Regions from separate parts of the Mus musculus genome. Here region 1 is linked to region 2. A link is a contact called in public promoter capture Hi-C data. All regions are on one chromosome and are shown on one strand. The core of a region is the stretch at or near the end of the contact, and the rest is flanking DNA. Distances in the headings are between cores, read along the strand shown. Region 1 holds the start of Hnrnpa1 (heterogeneous nuclear ribonucleoprotein A1). Region 2 holds the start of Slc11a2 (solute carrier family 11 (proton-coupled divalent metal ion transporters), member 2).

Region 1 (4,328 bases), core at 121-2,620, 2.8 Mb before region 2:
GTAGACCAGGCTAGCCTCGAACTCAGAAATATACCTGCCTCTGCCTCCGGAGTGCTGGGATTAAAGGCGTGTGCCACCACCTCCAGGCCCTCGCCTTTAATACCACTTGGGGGGGATCTCCCAATTGAGGACTGCCCCAATCATAGTCTCAGGTTAAAGAGAAAAACCACTCACTTCTCTTGAGACAGCTCTCTTAGGTTCCACAACTCTTCCATCCACCTTGTGTGGTCTTGCATTCATGGCAGCATCCACTTCTTCCACAGTGGCATATGTGACAAACCCAAAGCCCCTGGATCTCTTGGTGTTTGGATCTCTCATTACCTGTTTAGAGTTAATTCAATCAATACACTGCCTGATCTCAGAATCAAAAGCCATTCCTAGTCTGATCAAGGCAAACATGAAACTTCAGAGTGGGGGGGTGGAAATGTAAGCTTCTTACAGATCTGAAGAAAGCCCCAGATTTTTTTTTACCATCCCATTAGTTAACTTCACAAAACAATTTAGCTAAGAAGCAGCAGATTAAATCGGAAGAAATAAGCCAGCTCTTCCTTTTGTTTCTTTTAATCTTACCACACAGTCTGTTAGTGTTCCCCATTGCTCAAAATGGCTCCTCAGACTCTCGTCGGTTGTTTCGAAGCTCAGCCCTCCGATGAAGAGCTTCCGCAGCTGTTCTGGCTCCTTGGGAGACTAAAGTGGAGGAGGGAGTGTTTAGCGGAGGGGCTGGAACCTGGGAAAATGAATCAACACCCCGCAACAACACATGCTACACTTTTTTATTGTTCTTTATTACTGCACGAGACCACGTGCTCCTTCCTAGGCTAGGAGGTGCTGCTGGGGATTCACTCGAGTTGCACGCAGCGCATGCGTCCTTACTTTTACTTCATACGCACGCGCAACAAAGGGCACAGGTTAGTCGGGTCCATCCCCATTAAGACTTAATATCTCTTTAACAAGCGATTGTTAGACCAGAATGGGGGAGGGGAAGAAAAGGCCACACTCCCCAGATCATTAGTCTGTGAAGTTTGCCACAAGGAACAGTGCATGGACGTTAATGGCGGTCGGATCGCAGCCTCATGGTGACTATGAGGACAAAATGGCGACCTGCATTTTTTTAAAGTAGGCCTCAGCACTAATCGATAAAACACCGAAACCACGGGTGCGAGCAGCAAAACACGTCACATCCCGCTATATTCAGTAAGTGTGGAAGAAAGAGAAGCTGCAAAGCGCATCCAACTTACCTCGGACTTAGACATGACGGTAGAGTTACGAGAGCCTTCAGCGATGCTTCCTCGGCAGCGTCAAAGAGCAGAAAGGAATACGATAACGAACGTGCCCGCCAGCCTACCTTCTGCTCGCCCTTTTATCCCGCCTCCTCGCTCTCGGTATTGGTAGACTCCGCCCTTACTTGAGTCTTATTGGAGATTTGAAATTATTCCCTCCCACCATTGGCCCGTGAAGACGCCCTGCTAAGAAACGGCATCCGTTTGGGCGTTCTATTCAGACTCCGCCCCTTTGAGTCACTGATGCCCCAAGGGATCTTATCCTTAATCGCATTGATTGGCTAACTAGCCAGTCACTTATATTTGAATGTATTCACGTCTTTTAAATGCCTTTCATAACTTTCCCACACCCGAACATTACAAACTCACTCGTCAAAGGACCGCACGCTACAAAGTAGCTCACCGCGACTTTTCCCAGCCACTCCCTATAAGGCGCATGTGTAATAAAAATGGCGAGTTCACGCCGGCGCACTACGATGTTCCGCCTGCTGCCTGGAACACGTGAAATGGCGGGCGGGAGAGGGTTGTGAACCTAGGCGCCTGCGTAGTGGCGGGACCAGCGTCCAGTTTTGCGCAGGCGTTTTGGGCGGAGAAAAGGTCCAAGCCCAGGATTGGTTGCGCAGGCGCAGGGAAGGATCCGTTTTGGCGGGCGGTTGGCATTGCGCAGAAGGCGGCGGTAGCGGTGGCTTGTGGTGCCGCTTTACCACAGAGGAACCGTGCAGGCCTTAGCGTGAGTGATCACTTTAGATCTTGGGTAAGTGGCAGAGTCTCGTCTACCCGTACGAGATCTTGAACCCGCTCCCATTGCACCGGTTATTGTACGAAATGAATGGACCGCTGAACTGGTGGGGGGGGGGGTGGACGACGACAGTGAAGGGGCCGCGACGGGTCGGGCCAGCCAATAGGACAACTGGGGCGGGATGTTTTATCCTTGCAGGTTCTGTGAAGCTGCCTTGCCGAAGCATTTGACTGGCGAGCCTATAGGCCAATTGGGTTTTCCTATAGCTGCCTACCGATCGGTCCTTGGGCCATCGGAATGTGGGAGGCGGGTTTTTCTCGCCTGAGTTGCGTCTCTCCGAGCCAATGAGCCCCAAGCGCGCGATTGGCCGGCCTTCCCCAAGAGGCAGAGGCTGGACTCCTGTGGGGAGCGCGGGAGTTGGCTGGTTAAATTCTTAGAGCAAGCCAGGAGTCACTAGAAAGACAGGATTCCCCCCTCCCCCCCCCAATAAAGCTTACTCTTGCATTTGTGGGGGCGAGTATTTTAACTTAAAATGACTCCTATAACTAAGGCATTCATTCTGTATATTACCTTAGGGAAAACATATGTTTTCTTGTGGCCCTTGAGTTAATCATTTTTCTTGTAGTTTTTGGTACGTTCCTCCCTTCACTTGAGACTTTGGAGAACGTGCCTTTAGTCTTTGAAAACTTTTAAGAGAAGAATATTGAAATTTTGAATGAGATGACTTAGGTAAAGTACTTGCAATGAAAAGCATCCAAGAAAAATAGACTTAACCACTAGCACCCATTTCCAGGGACACTGTATTTGTATTTCTATCTCTATGAAAGTTTTTGAGAGTTACATGTCAAAAGTCAAAACGTGTTGCTTCTATGGAAACAGTGGGGCCAAGGCCTGTATGTTTGAGGGATAATTGTCATTGATGAAATAATGAAAACCTTAATAAAAATAGACACATTTGGTTTTTTGTTTGTTTGTTTTGTGTCATCATGTACTTGTCACCACCATTCATGTTCCCAATTCTTTTATCTGAATCTCTTCTCCGAAGAACATTTTTCTCCCCTAACATTCAAGATACTCTAAGCTCCTATTTCTGCTGTTCATTTGAGGATGTCTGGTGTGGGGTGAAAAAGCTGATTCATTTAGGAGGTATTTAGGGTGTTGGGGACAGAAGACTCCACCATATCTTGAGTTGTTATTCATTGTTTTGATTCCATATATTTTTGTATTTTCTCTGCAATTTTGTTGGTGTTGATAATACCCACACTTCTCAGAGTATCTAGACAAATGTATAATTTCCATTTATTATCTGTGTCTGTTGATTTATTTATAGTCTTTGAGGTAGAGGTACCTCATTGTGATAAGAAAATTCCAGCCTGGCGTTAGTGGTCATTGCCTTTAATCCTAGCAGGAAGATGGATATCTGTTTGAGGCCAGCCTCCTGGTCCATGTAGTGAGTTACTTGACAGCCAAAGCATAATCAGACCCTGTCTCAAAAACGAAGAAAAGAAAGAAAAGAAGATAGTTTCATACTTTTTACAAAAGACTGATGATGCCGGGTGGTGGTGGTGCACGTCTTTGATCCCAGCACTCGGGAGGCAGAGGCAGGCGGATTTCTGAGTTTGAGGCCAGCCTGGTCTACAAAGTGAGTTCCAGGACAGCCAGGGCTACACAGAGAAACCCTGTCTCGGGGGGTGGGGGGGGGGGGACGGACGGACTGATGATTTCAATTTAGTTTTCTGTTTTATGTCTCAGGCTGGCCTCACATGAAGAGATCTACCTGTTGGTGCTATCATGCTTGACAGGTTTTTTTTTTTGTTGTTGTTGTTTTTTTTTTTTTTTTTTGGGTTTTTCGAGACAGGGTTTCTAAGTATAGCTCTGGCTGTCCTGGAACTCACTTTGTAGACCAGGCTGGCCTCGAACTCAGAAATCCACCTGCCTCTGCCTCCCAAGTGCTGGGACTAAAGGCGTGTACCACCACCGCCTGGCGCTTGACAGGTTTTAGTGATGTTTCTAATGAATAGAGATTTCCATAGTCACTGGCACTTTAAAAAGGACAAACATATTATACAACCATTAGCTGCTTATTTACACTAACAGTGCAACTTCAGTACTGAGCTCTAAAGTGATAGTGGACTCACGGCATCTACCTAGATATGGTTCAGAATATTTTTTTTTCCTTCCAGACATGGTTTCTCTGTGTAGCCCTCATTCTGTAGACCATGCTAGTCTTGAACTCAGAGATCCGCGAGCCGCTTGTTCTCGAGAGTGCCGGGATTAAAGGCGTGAGCCACACTTGCTCAGTCTCTGCT
Region 2 (4,214 bases), core at 230-2,729:
CTACAGTGGAGTGAGTCCCTGAACCCCAGCTTCAACTCCCAGGGGAGTGGCCTCCAGACAAAAGGCTTTACTACATTACCGCCAGGGCACCCACTGCCCGCCTCCACGTCCTGCCCTGCCGAATGGCACATAAATGAAATCTCAGAAGAAAACTTTTAACTCAATTAATTTTTACTAATAACTAGGAGTGGCAGAAATACAATTCCTCCTTCTCATGGCCGGTCAAAGATGAAATTTGATTATGCTTTGAAGGGTGCGGTTTGAAATTTTTCCCTCAGTGTTGACCTACCTTAAGTGTTCTCTCTAGCCAAGGGGAGGCGTACTCCTCTGCATATATAGAGGCTGCGCTGCTCTGAAAAGCCAAACCAGTCCTGCACCATGGGGAAGAAGCAGCCAAGGGCGGCAGCAGCTGCTCCCAACTGTGAGCTAAGTAAGTGGCCACAGCCCAGGGACGCTGGCCAGCCGAGGAGCACACCTGGACGCTGACACAAACAGATCTCGCCCCTTTCTTTTCTAGATGCAGCGGAAGGTCCCAGAAGAAAGGTTCTGGGCTCGAAGGCATTTAAGAAGCCTTTCTCCAACGCCACGGATGAGCTGGAGAGGCGGCCAAGATTAATTTGTAGTTTCTCTTCTTTCAGGTGACGATTCTGTATGAAGAGCAGCAGCCCCAGCCAGGGGCCTTTCTGTTTGCTTTTGCTGTCATTTTTTTTTTTTTTTTAAAGTTTCCATCTTTAGGGTTTACCCTTTCTTCCTATCTCCGTTCTTACCAAATAATGAACATTTCTCCCGGCAGTTTCTATATGAAGAAAACAGGGCTGTCATCTATACTGTTGTAGGGGAAATCGAGAAGTCCTTTTCGGTGGCAACTTGGGGCGGGGGGTTGTCAGGTCATAAAACTGCGAAGAGGTGAGGCTGAGGCCGGGGATGGAGTGGGACTGTTTTGGGGGCAGGCAGGATAAAATGTGTGGAGAAGAGACAGAGCCAGGTGGGATCACTGTGAGTCTTGGGAGTAGGACGACGGGTGCAGCCGAACTGGCTCCACTGGTCGAAGTTTCTCGGTTCCTCCCAGGCGTGGGGTGTTCTTGGCGCGTCAGTGGGCACCGAGCAGTGGCTCAAGAAGCTAATAGGGACTGCCATGGCGCCTTAGGATCGAGTGTAGCTGTTTCTCGGAGTTATCATCTCTTAGGAGGAAAAAGGCGTGTAGCTGCCTAAAAGGAAGTGGCGGGAACTATGACAAAAATGTATATGTCCCGAGCATTCCGGGGATGGGAGTTGCCAATATAAGAACGCCGAAGGTTTGAACTGCGAGGACCGTGGCGCGCCCGGCGGAATCACGCCTCCGGATCAGCCCCGCCCCCGCTCAGGCCCCGCCCCCAGGCAGCTCGGATGGGCGGAGCCTCCGTTCCCGGTCCGCCGGCCACGCAATCCCGCAGCTGCAGGAGTCCAGCCAATCAGGAGAGGGGGGCTCCCGCCCGGCCGGCCAATCACGGGAGGGCAGGAGGTTGACTGGGTCGCCGCTGGCTCCTGGGATATGGAGTCGCCGGCGCGGCGTGTGTGGAGGTGGCGGAGCCGGTAAGCCGGGGTGCTGGCAGGGTCAGGGGTTACGGCGGCCCGCTGTGCGCGGGCGTGCGAGGGGGCTCGGACGGCGACCTACGGGGCTGGAGCAGCCTGCGGGGAGGGCGCAGCGGCGAGCCCGGGGAGGGAACCCGGTATCCCGAGGAGACCGGGAGGGCTCCCGGCTCAGCATAGGCGCCGACGATCACGGGCCTCGGCTCTTCACCGCCACCCGGGACACCGGACCACCCTTCCGCGGCCGGCCGGCCGGGGGGTGCGACCGCAGTGCCCTCCCGGAGCCCCGGGTGCCCTGCAGCGCAGCGCCCTGTCAGCCCAGCGGCTGCGGGAGCTGCGCGGTCTGCCCGAAGGCCTCAGGCCTCGCGGTTGAGTGCTGCTCGGTTGTCCGGCTGTGTGTGCAGCCTGGGACCCTGCGCCTTCCAAGGCCTCGTTCAGGGACACTTGCACGCGATGGATACTCCCCTTCTCAGCGGCGTCCTAGGCCGGGTAGTTTGCAAACTCATTTGTTTGATATTCCACCTTTGGATTCTTTGTCCGTTTCTTGGATACATCATATTTGGAAGGGCATCCTCAGAAGTAGAGTTTCCGCTGTATAAAATGGAGACACTCGGTTATCCCTTGGTTTTCAACGGTGTGATTTAAGGCAGCAAAAGCAAAATATGGGAGAAGAGCTGGTGAGGGCCGGTGGGCATCCGAGAGCTTCCATGTGACCCGTGGGGAAACCACGGGAAACTGTCCACGTTGTCCACCGTGGCATTCTCCACCCTGACCAAGTCTCCTTACTTCTTGGCTGTGTTAACTTTTGGTTCAGGCTCCTTAAGCTTTCCTGCGGTCCACACTTAAAGGTGGGGTGGGGGGATGGGGTGGTGGTGGTGGTGGTGGTGAAGGTTGGGTCTGTCAGGGCTGTTGGTGTTGTTAGTTAATACAGGTAAAGTGCTTAGGGCAGTCTCCTGCTGACCGGTATTTTTTTTTTTTAAATTACTGCTTGCTTGTGCCTGCTGTTTCCTTAAAGACTTTAACCTTCTCAGTAGTCTTTGCCCTGAGTCCCCTGGGCTATTGCCAAAGGTCCTCCAGGCAAGGCTTTCTAGCCATACTGTTAGTCTGCAAGTGCATCTAATTACAGGTGAAGAGATGCAAGGTGCTGACAGTACCTTCTTACTCTTTGTCTTTTTGAGACTAGATCTGGCTACCTCTCGTTAACTGGCCTTGAACTTGCAGTGTAGACCAAATTGTCCTCTAGCTTACAGTGATCCTCCTGCCTCTGCTGAGATCACAGACTTTTACCACTCAAACTTGGCTTCTGCTGAGTTTATTGAATGGGGTGGTTAAGTAACGTTTTAGGCTGTTTCCTGCAGTAGCTCTGCTGGTAAATGTAACATTGAGATTTCACTGGTGTTTTTTGTTAGCTATTTTACTCAGTCTTGCTTGGGCTGAGTTTATTTTGGACACAGACCTAAAAGGCAGATGACTGCAGCACACATGCTCTCTCGTGTTCCGGGAAGGTCTGTGGGACTCAGAAGGGGAATTCCTGAACATCGTGTCAGCTCCTCCCATTGAGGAATAGGGAAGCTGGATGTGAATCTCGGAGAGGAGAGATTCTACTCTCGGGAAAGCAGAAGCTGCATCATCAATCAGCAGGGCTAGTGAGCAGCTATGGTTCAGTTGTGACTCAGTGAGTGACTAGAGAGAATTCCTTCCACAAAGTAGGATCTTTTTCTGTTTGATTTTGAAGCCAAGAGCTTGTGGGGCGGGGGTGGTGCTGTTTATCAGATGGCTTCATTTCTGCTACAGCAAGCACCTGTATGTGAGCCTCACCATCAATTCCGTTCCAGTGGTTGGAGATGCCAGGAGTAGGAGCAGCTGTTGCTCATTGCTCAGCAACATTGTTAGGGACTGAATAGGAAACTGGAAAGTGGCTGGTCAGAGGCATCAAGCCCCTGCCCATGTGTGGCGCTGCAGGTGGCCTAAGTTTTCTTGCTTCTCTTTGTATTACAACAGTTTAATACTTCTTTAGGTTGAAATGTATTAAAATTGATATGTAATGATAAGGCTACAAGTTAATTATTAAAATTTTATTAGGTTCCAAAGAGCAGAAGGAAGCATCTATGGCTGGAAATCTTTTATTCTATGTTGGTCTGACTTGACGCATACGTTTTCTTTTAAGAAAAGCAGGTAAATTTCTAAGGTCCCTGCTAGGACAAATGGGTTGAATGTGATCTAAGGAAAGATGTCCTTCAGATTTTTCTGGAGAAAAACACTGTTAAAGGTGGGCAAAGCATCTTTGGGTGGGAGAGGAAGTAACGTGCTTTGTGTGGGTTTCTTTTCCTTCTGGTAGAGATGGCCTTTGAAGTTGTTCACAGGATGAAGGTGTCAGGCCAGGTGACCAAGGCAACACTGCTGTCACGCTGTGGTTAGAAGGAAGTTTGTAGGCAGCTTAACTCTGTCAGAGTTGGAGGTCAGAGTAAACTGTGAGCGGTCAGGAAGCAGTCAGACCCTGGCTGTGCAGAGAAAAGGAATAGTTCTTAGTAGTGGGTACCGGGCCTGCCCACACACCCGCCCTTTCTTTTTCTCTTTACAATTTTATTATTTTTAATTCGCTCACATGTGTATGCCTGTGGGGTGCATGTCATGTGTGCAGATGC

What was found. Promoter capture Hi-C pulls out the DNA fragments that hold promoters and counts their contacts.
Region 1: a promoter capture Hi-C map of fetal liver shows a contact between it and region 2, with 4 times the contacts expected there. The contact joins the promoter of Hnrnpa1 here to the promoter of Slc11a2 in region 2. A contact is called at or near these places in 2 of 39 promoter capture datasets (erythroid cells and fetal liver).

Annotation. Positions count from the first base shown.
Region 1 is chr15:103,237,439-103,241,766 of GRCm38.p6, reverse strand. It overlaps Hnrnpa1 (heterogeneous nuclear ribonucleoprotein A1), which reads right to left and starts at 1,370. Exons shown (of 11, transcript NM_001039129.4): 1 at 1,239-1,370; 2 at 571-687; 3 at 175-321. The coding sequence starts at 1,253. It overlaps Cbx5 (chromobox 5), which reads left to right and starts at 1,915. Exons shown (of 5, transcript NM_001076789.2): 1 at 1,915-2,034.
Region 2 is chr15:100,420,320-100,424,533 of GRCm38.p6, reverse strand. Slc11a2 (solute carrier family 11 (proton-coupled divalent metal ion transporters), member 2) reads left to right here and starts at 1,479. Exons shown (of 17, transcript NM_008732.2): 1 at 1,479-1,572. It overlaps Gm5475 (predicted gene 5475), which reads right to left and starts at 1,341. Exons shown (of 3, transcript NR_040351.1): 1 at 290-1,341.